Regions from separate parts of the Ovis aries genome. Here region 1 is linked to region 2. Evidence: chromatin contacts called from public Hi-C data. All regions are on one chromosome and are shown on one strand. The core of a region is the stretch at or near the end of the contact, and the rest is flanking DNA. Distances in the headings are between cores, read along the strand shown.

The links. Hi-C and Micro-C count contacts between places; a contact is called where the count stands out from the background.
Region 1: a Hi-C map of mesenteric adipose tissue shows a contact between it and region 2, with 2.1 times the contacts expected there. The contact joins two enhancer-like sites. A contact is called at or near these places in 8 of 16 Hi-C or Micro-C datasets (liver, mesenteric adipose tissue, muscle and 3 more).

What each region holds. Positions count from the first base shown.
Region 1 is chr1:186,134,338-186,138,250 of ARS-UI_Ramb_v3.0, reverse strand. The region is part of intron 3 of LOC114118893 (a long non-coding RNA gene); the gene reads left to right. Among named protein-coding and RNA genes, the nearest start is that of NDUFB4, 35 kb to the left of the region's middle. Within about 2 kb of position 2,555, at least 1 of the 54 cell types and tissues checked has an H3K27ac peak or open chromatin away from gene starts, as enhancers often do.
Region 2 is chr1:186,009,772-186,013,975 of ARS-UI_Ramb_v3.0, reverse strand. It overlaps FSTL1 (follistatin like 1), which reads left to right. Exons shown (of 11, transcript XM_060418423.1): 3 at 358-462; 4 at 2,630-2,759; 5 at 3,589-3,621. Among named protein-coding and RNA genes, the nearest start is that of FSTL1, 39 kb to the left of the region's middle. Within about 2 kb of position 2,190, at least 5 of the 54 cell types and tissues checked have an H3K27ac peak or open chromatin away from gene starts, as enhancers often do.

The sequences.
Region 1 (3,913 bases), core at 1,306-3,805, 120 kb before region 2:
TTTGTTTGAAGAATGAGTTGATTCATTTACGTTCAAGTGAGGGCAAAAAAACCACTGTAACATAGGGAAATCAAATGTTGTGTAGCATACCCTCTTCAATCACGTGGCATTGAGAAACCGCGGCTGTTAGTCTCTTCTGCATTTGCTTTCTCCTCAGCCGCTATTTTTGAGAAGATTTAAACTCATGCCTTGCTGCTGCTGCTGCTGCTGCTGCTAAGTTGCTTCAGTCATGTCCGACTCCGTGCAACCCCATAGACAGCAGCCCACCAGGCTCCCCCATCCCTGGGATTCTCCAGGCAAGAACACTGGAGTGGGTTGCCATTTCCTTCTCCAATGCATGAAAGTGAAAAGTGAAAGTGAAGTCGCTCAGTCGTGTCCGACCCTCAGCAACCCCATGGACTGCAGCCCACCAGACTCCTCCATCCATGGGATTTTCCAGGCAAGAGTACTGAGTGGGGTGCCATTGCCTTCTCCGAAGCTCATGCCTTACATTGAGTCATTTCTGGCTGAGGCTGTCATAAGGGGTTTGGAAATGTCACATTCCCAGACCCACATTCTAGGAACTAAGTCATTACTTTTGGGCTCCTCTGTTGACATAAATTCTTCCCCTTCAGCCAGATCTGGAATATTTGGCACCAACAGCAAACCTGGGCACCTATGTGGCTCCAGAGCTACAGTTCTTTCTGTGTTGACTCTTCTGTGTATGTTGGCCCAAGTCCCAGAGGTGAACTGCTATCCTGGTTTCCTTTCATAAATTCTGACTGACTGCTCTGCCTGTATTTCTGCTTCTTCCTCTAGCACTAGATACTCTCCCCAGTTTCACCCATCCTCATCCCTTCTTTCTGCTGGCTGAAGTTACCTGCTGTGCCAGGCCATGGAATGACTGTGTCATAGGACAGGCACACTTGCCTTATTGGACACTCATATCATTTCCTGTTCACTTAAGTTGGGTCTTCCCTGGTAGCTCACATGGTAAAGAATCTGCCTGCAGATGCAGAAGACCCAGGTTCAATCCCTGCGTCTGGAAGATCCCCTGGAGAAGGGAATGGCAGCTCACTCTTGTATTCTCCCCTGGAGAATTCCATGAACAGAGGAGCCTGGCAGGTTACAGTCCATGGGGTCGTAAAGGGTCAGACACAACTGAGTGACTAACAACTTCACTTCATTGTTTTCTGTTCTCATAAATCAGTGTATCTCAGGAAGAAAGGTACCAGCCTCTAGGAGATGCATTGGAAGCTCTAGGGAGCACTTTTGATTGTCGCAGTTATTAGGAGGGGCACTAGTAGCATTTAATGAGTGGAACCAAGGGTGCTGGCTACTTGATACTGTGCACCAACAAGTGTCGTGTGTCCTGTGCAAATGTCGGAGGTCACACTGGATATTTGTGTGGGACAATCTGCTTGTAATTATGTGCTGTGAAATTCAATTCCATTTTACTTGGAAACACAAGTTACTTTTGTATATTTTAATATACACTGATTTTTCTGTAAATGCCACTTAAGCCTTTTTAAAGGAAGAGAAGATGGCGCTGTGTTTGTTCAGAACTTTACCAACAGTATTCACAATTTCAGAAAAGCATTTGGCTGCCAGCAATTTCACTATTGTGATTTGAGTTGCAGCAAACATGTCTCTATTACATTAGTCTCTGCCACATTCACTCAGATTTCAAAGCAACTGCTTCATTCTACCTCCTAGTTAGTCTTCCCTAAATATTAATATACTCCAATACATATTAGTTAGTTATAAATTATTCCTCTTCTATCAATAATTTATCTTCATCATTAGGACACTGTGTTGACTTTTAGAAAGATGTGTGTAGGAGGTTTCCCTGATGGCTCAGTGCATAAAGAACCAGCCTGCTGTGCAGGAGACACGGGAGACATGGGTTCAGTCTCTGTTGGGAAGATCCTCAGGTAAGGAAGCAACAACCCACTCCAGTATTCTTGGCTGAAAAACCCCACAGACCGAGGAGCCTGGCAGGCTACATACAGTCCAAAGTGTCCCAAAGAGTCTGACACTACTAAGCAACTAAGCACATATAGGAGGTTAATAATTCCAGATAGTAAATAGGACCTAACAAAACATTCACTTGAAAATAGGTCATTGGCTCCGATGGGGTTAAGAATCCTTGATCTAAGTGGCTACTGTGGTACTGTCTATGGAAGGCAGCAAAGGACTAAAGATGAGGTCAGTGCATTCTTGGAAGGAGGCTGTAGCTGCCCACCAGGGTTTGCTGTAGCATCCCCTTGAGGAGCTGAGCACTTTCCAAATTCCAATGTTTATCCTCATCAGGTTTCCAGAAGTTTCCAGAATCCAAGGTCACTTGAATCACTCAAATCCAAGAAGTTACTCATAGCCAAAGTAGAAATTTATAATGGAAGACATTTCTTCCCAGGGACTGAAAGCTTATGTCCACTGCCCAGGGCAGCCAGTCCCAGGATCAGAATGAACACAGATGCTGAGCACAGGGCACACGGGATACTGTAGAGAGATAAGAGGCACTCCTGTTCCACAGCAACCACAAAAGGCAGAATCTCTGCCCTGCACAGGGCTCGGGTGTGCACTACCATCTTAAGATGCCTTGGGGTTTTTATTTCCTGTCGTCCACACTGACCGCTTCCCATTCTGCCCACACCCTCACCCACCTTCACCCAGTCTTCCCCCAGGCGATGGGCAGTTCAGTTGATTATCTTCTATGCAATGGCATTCACATTCTGGACCTGCCTTCCTCTGATTACATCCAAATTTCCTCCCTTGATTGGAGTTTCATGAGGTCCATGCATTTCAGTCTCTTGATTTACTCCCACGGGTGACTAATCACAGCCATTGTCTGTGAATTTTACCATTGATAGTTCAACTCTGAAGGTGACCTTGTGTCCCTGGTTTCCAGATTCATGGAGAGGGAGACCTCCCACTGTTGCTTCCATATCTGGCCAAAACTGATGTCCAAAATGAAGACTCAGCCTCCTTTCCTGCTCTGCACCAATCCCTATAGTTGGCAGAGTTCTCCTGATCGTTATCTCAGTTTGATAGAGAATATTCCATAGTGGCTCAGTGGTAAAGAATCTGCCTGCAATGCAGGAGACACAGGATTGATCCCTGGGTCAGGAAGAGTCCCTGGAGAAGGAAATGGCAACCCACTCCAGTATTCTTGCCTGGAAAATTCCATGGACAGAGGAGCCTGGCGGGCTACAGTGCATGGAGTTCCAAAGAGTCAGACACGACTAAGCAAATAAACAGCAACAGCTACAAATTCCTTTCCCACTCCAGCTTCCCAGTGACTCCCTTCCACTTGCCCTGTGTGGCAGTTTCAGCACAAGTCAAGCGGGAGACCACCCAAATTATAACTGACTATGGATCAGAAAAGATAACATGGTCATCAGGATATTTGGGTTGGGGGAGATTTTGTTTGTTATTTACTGTTTTTGAATATATAGTAATTCTACTCATAGAGACTGGTCAGAGATGGAATGATGAGCTGATTAATGGAACAGTCTAGTTAATTAAGAGATAGTATATATAACATAGATGAACAATGATTTTTGAAGAAGTATTAATGAAATACAGTTTATTGAAAATGTATATTAATTATGGTAGAGTTGTTTTTTCATGGTTCAGAAGGGAAAAGCTCAAGGAAGTGTGCTTGTCCCCCGACCCCCACACCATTTGTTTTTACGTTACAGACTGAAATGATGTTTCCTTAAGCTTCTCATCTCAATCACCTGAATCCTCTCAGTCCTTATCAGTGTTCTCTGTGCTCCTTGACTTCCCAAAGAGAGAGAAAGTTGAATCTTTCAGTAATATTTCCACATCAGTAAGAATCAGTCACTTTAACCTCTTTACAGCTTCAGCTCATTCTTGTATCACTTTCACTAACTTTTTTGTAAAGAAGCTCCCCTAACCAAATCAAGAA
Region 2 (4,204 bases), core at 941-3,440:
AGCCATGGAACTTCTTGAGGACAGGGACTGTGCCTTTATATCTCCTGTCCTTAGCCTAGTACTAGCATTTAATGGGTGTTCAGTAAACATTTTCAGAAGAAAGGAAGCTTGCTAGAAAGACACACTTGATCTTTGAGAAATGATCTTAGGGATTCATAGGCAGCTGTGCCTGGGCAGGAGCAGAGCTAGCAAGACTGATGCCGGCTGTCAGGGAGAACTTCTGGCTGTGCAGGACCCTTCAGCACCAGGAGCCTCGACTGGACCACACCCAAGCCTGAGAGATAATCACCACCATTGAGTCATCCAGAGACGGGCTCCACCCATGGACAGTGTTTCCCTGATGGCTTTGTGTTTCAGGAGCAAGTAAGGAGCAAATCCAAGATCTGTGCCAATGTGTTTTGTGGAGCTGGCCGGGAATGTGCAGTCACAGAGAAAGGAGAGCCTACCTGCCTCTGCATCGAGGTAAGAACTGTGGGCGAGAGCCAGAGGATGGTGGCCAAGGCCATGTGGTTAGCTACCCGTTTACAGAGCAGAGCCAGTGATTTTGTCATCTTTATAAAAGCATACCTTGACTTTCTGTAAGAAGAGAGTCACTTTTTATCTCGGGGGTTAAAAATCAGATGTGAATGTAGGGATCTTTTTCATTTTAAAAATTCTTTAGCTTTATAAGGTTTTCAAATTACAAAATTAACAATTGCTTTTTATAAGTGATACAGACATTTATGCAAACAATAAAGTTAATAATCTCCCGTCATAACCTTCAAATCCCCTTAGTCTGAGGTAATCAGTGTTAACAGTTTGTGTTTATTTGTTCCACATAGTTTTTTTTGTTTCTCTGCAACTATAAATATATAGAGTTTCCCCCTATTTTATGCAAAAATGAGATCATAATGTAGACAGATCTAGATATATGCAACTTGCGTCTTGTACTCTTTAATATGTAACAACAACCCTCTATGGGTCAGCACATGTAGTTCTCATTTTTTAATAGCGCAGTTATATTTAGTGATATAAAAGAACCAGATTTATGTACTCATTTTCCCACAGATGGACATTCAGGTTGTTTACCATTGTAAACAGTAATGTCTTTGGCCAAATATTCTCACGTGCTGTTGCCTTTATTTCTGTAGGATTGAGTCCCACTTGTTAGGTTGAGTCCTAGGCTTGCTAGGTCAAGGATATGTGCATTTTAAAATACTAGCTGGAATGCAGATTTTTCAGGTTTGGTTTTGGTTTTAATGAAATTAAAGAAACAAAGTGAGCTTTTGAGAAATACTTCTTTTGTAGGCAGAATTCTCTCTCTTAGCGAACATAAACAGCTTGGATGTGTGCCCTTTCCCCCTCTTTCTGTCAGAAGAACCCAAGACTGGATTCCTCCATACTGCTGCAAGTTAATTCACCCACCTTAGTAACCAGTTGAAGGATCCTGACCCATTGTCCCAGAAAGGAAGTCTCTCAACTCAAAAACTTGCAAACCAGATCTGTTAAGGATTCTGGGAGGTTGTCACTAGTGGTGTAGCTGGCCACTCTGTGGCCATTTAGGGTCCAGAAACCTGGAGGTTAACCTCAACTTGGCCACATACCATTGTGTGATTTTAAGCAAATTAATTGCTGTTGGATGCCCTGAAGACCGACCATGTTTGGCTTTGCTCAGGACGCAAGTTGCTTTGCCCAATGGGTTATATTAATAGCCCAGTGATAAATATTGGTTAAGTGAAGCTTGTCTTTCTGGGCTTTGGTTTTCCAGTCTGTAAATTGGAGAGGTCGACCTGCCTTCAGTTCCAGGGTCCTGTGCTCTTTTACCACATCTACTCTTGTTTGCTTTAATGTCTTTATTAGGTCTAAGCAGAACTTGCTTACCCCTTCCCCCTTTAAAAAACCACAGAAGTGTAAAGAAACTAAGCTTGCCTGTCACTGTGGCACTTTAATAGCCAAAGTAGAATCAAGCTGCCAAGTGAACTTTAGTCCATTTCCTGGTCCAGAATGATCCTCTGTCACACTTCACAAAGATCTGGCACCCCCTCCGGCTGCCTGAAAACAACTGTTGTGAGATTAGGAGAAAAACAAAATACTAAATAAGGCAACAGAGCAAAGATTCTTATAGCTAGACCCTGAAAGAATTGAAGAATTGGGGTGATGAGGGTCGGGGGCTGTGGAAACATTCCTTTCAATGTTTCCATATTCCCAGCTCTGGCTGTTTTGTGTCATAAAATTTTGGAATTTTAAGGGGTTTTTTGATATCCAGACATTGAATGACTTTCTACTAAGTGATAAAGTGACAGATAATCCAGATTCCTGGCTTCGGATAAAATGCCCTTCCTGCTAATTTGAGCGGATTGGGGTCAAGGAGTGGGTATTTCTTTTCACTGAAAAGAAGAGATGACCAGGGCCAGGATCAGCACAGAGCACCATGAGGGACTGCAAGGTGACGTAATTCCTCCAACACTGAGTAGGGGAGGGTCACTGATGCCAGAGCTGGGGCTCCCTGTGCCCTGGCAGGGTAGAAGTCTTCTCTGCTGGGGAGGACTCCTCACAAGATGGTTGTGTGTGTGTGTGTGTGTGCATGTGTGTGTGTGGTGCACACAAACTCAGCCTTGACTATACCAGCATCCTCCACGGTCTGTTTCAGCAATGCAAACCTCACAAGAGGCCTGTGTGTGGCAGCAACGGCAAGACCTACCTCAACCACTGTGAGCTGCATAGAGATGCCTGCCTCACTGGATCCAAAATCCAGGTCGATTACGATGGACACTGCAAAGGTAAGTAGTGCCCTCATCACCATGTCACAGCTCCAGCCAGGGAGCCAGAGAAGGAGCAGTGGCCTGGCTTCCTGGAGTTCTTTCTACCCCAAACACAGTGTCCAAAGCTGTGGGGACCACCTAGTTGCTTAGAGAGGCATCCCCTTGGTGCTCATGAGCCTGCTGGGTTTGCCCTGGGTGGCCCTGCTTCTACCCTGCCCTTCCTGCCTCAGACTCCCCAGGTGGCTTCCCACACTGTCTGGAGAAGGATAGTGTATAGGGACCACATCAACAATCAATAGTGTGGTAGTATTTAGCTGAATTCTGTACCTTTTTAGAAAGCAGGTAAATTTCACATATCTTGTGCTTTTTAAATTTGGGTACCTTTCAGTTCTGATGACAAAGTTCCTCTGATTTACACTCAAACCACTGCTATCAGAGTAAGAAGGAAGGGGTTCCAAGCTTGTTGCTAATTAGACACCAGCCTCCTGCCTACACTTGAACTTCGCTGGAGAAAGAAGCTGTTTCCCACATGCTGGTCTCCACTGCGTTTCTTTGTCCGTAATGTTTCTGTATGAATTCTCAAAGTCCCAGCAGCTCCCCACCCCTCAATCTAACAAAAGGAGGTATAATATCAGGAGGGCAGCTCAGTGGCCTCAAAATTCAAACAAAGCAGGAAAGAAAAGATCCCCATACTTGGGACCTAGAAGGAGAGGAGATAAGGATTCACGACAAAGTGATGAAAAGATATAAGTGGCCCCTTAATATGGGCAGTTTTAACCCTAGCAATACACAGAATTTTCTTTTTTCTTCACTTTATGTTATGCATTTTCTTCCTTTTGTCCTACAGAGAAGAAATCTGTAAGTCCTTCTGCCAGCCCAGGTGAGTACCTCTTTTTTTCTATAGTGTGCATTCAGGGAGGAAATTCTTTTCATGATGGAAATTCCATGTTCCACAATCCCTCCCTGCAAAGCTCACAAGATCTTTAATGTGTCAGAGCTTGTGACCCAGAACTGGTCGCTCCTCAACATAGCACAGAAAAGCTGCAATACTGCAGTTTTTGGTACTTGCCATGGAAAGCAGCTGATTGGATCAGAGTGTTGGCCGTGTTTTTCATTTTTGCTGAGTAATGATTGAACTGCAGGATGGAAAAGCCGCTGAGTCCCTCCTTCAGTGCTTTGTCAGACCTGTGGGTGTCACAGGACAAGCAGAATCAGGAGGCACAACTGTTTTGGAAAGGGGATAATTGAAAATGGCAGATCTTCTTCCATGATTTTCAGTGAATACAAATTTAAAATTTCATCGATTTATAGTTACAGACTCCTTTAGCATATACTTTTCCTTAGATCCTCACATAACCTTGTGAAGTAGTTACTATAATTACCTTATAGATGAAGAAATTGAGGCTCAGAGAGGTTAAGTGAATTTCCCTGAGTCACACAGCCAGAAAGTGCCAGAGTGGGGA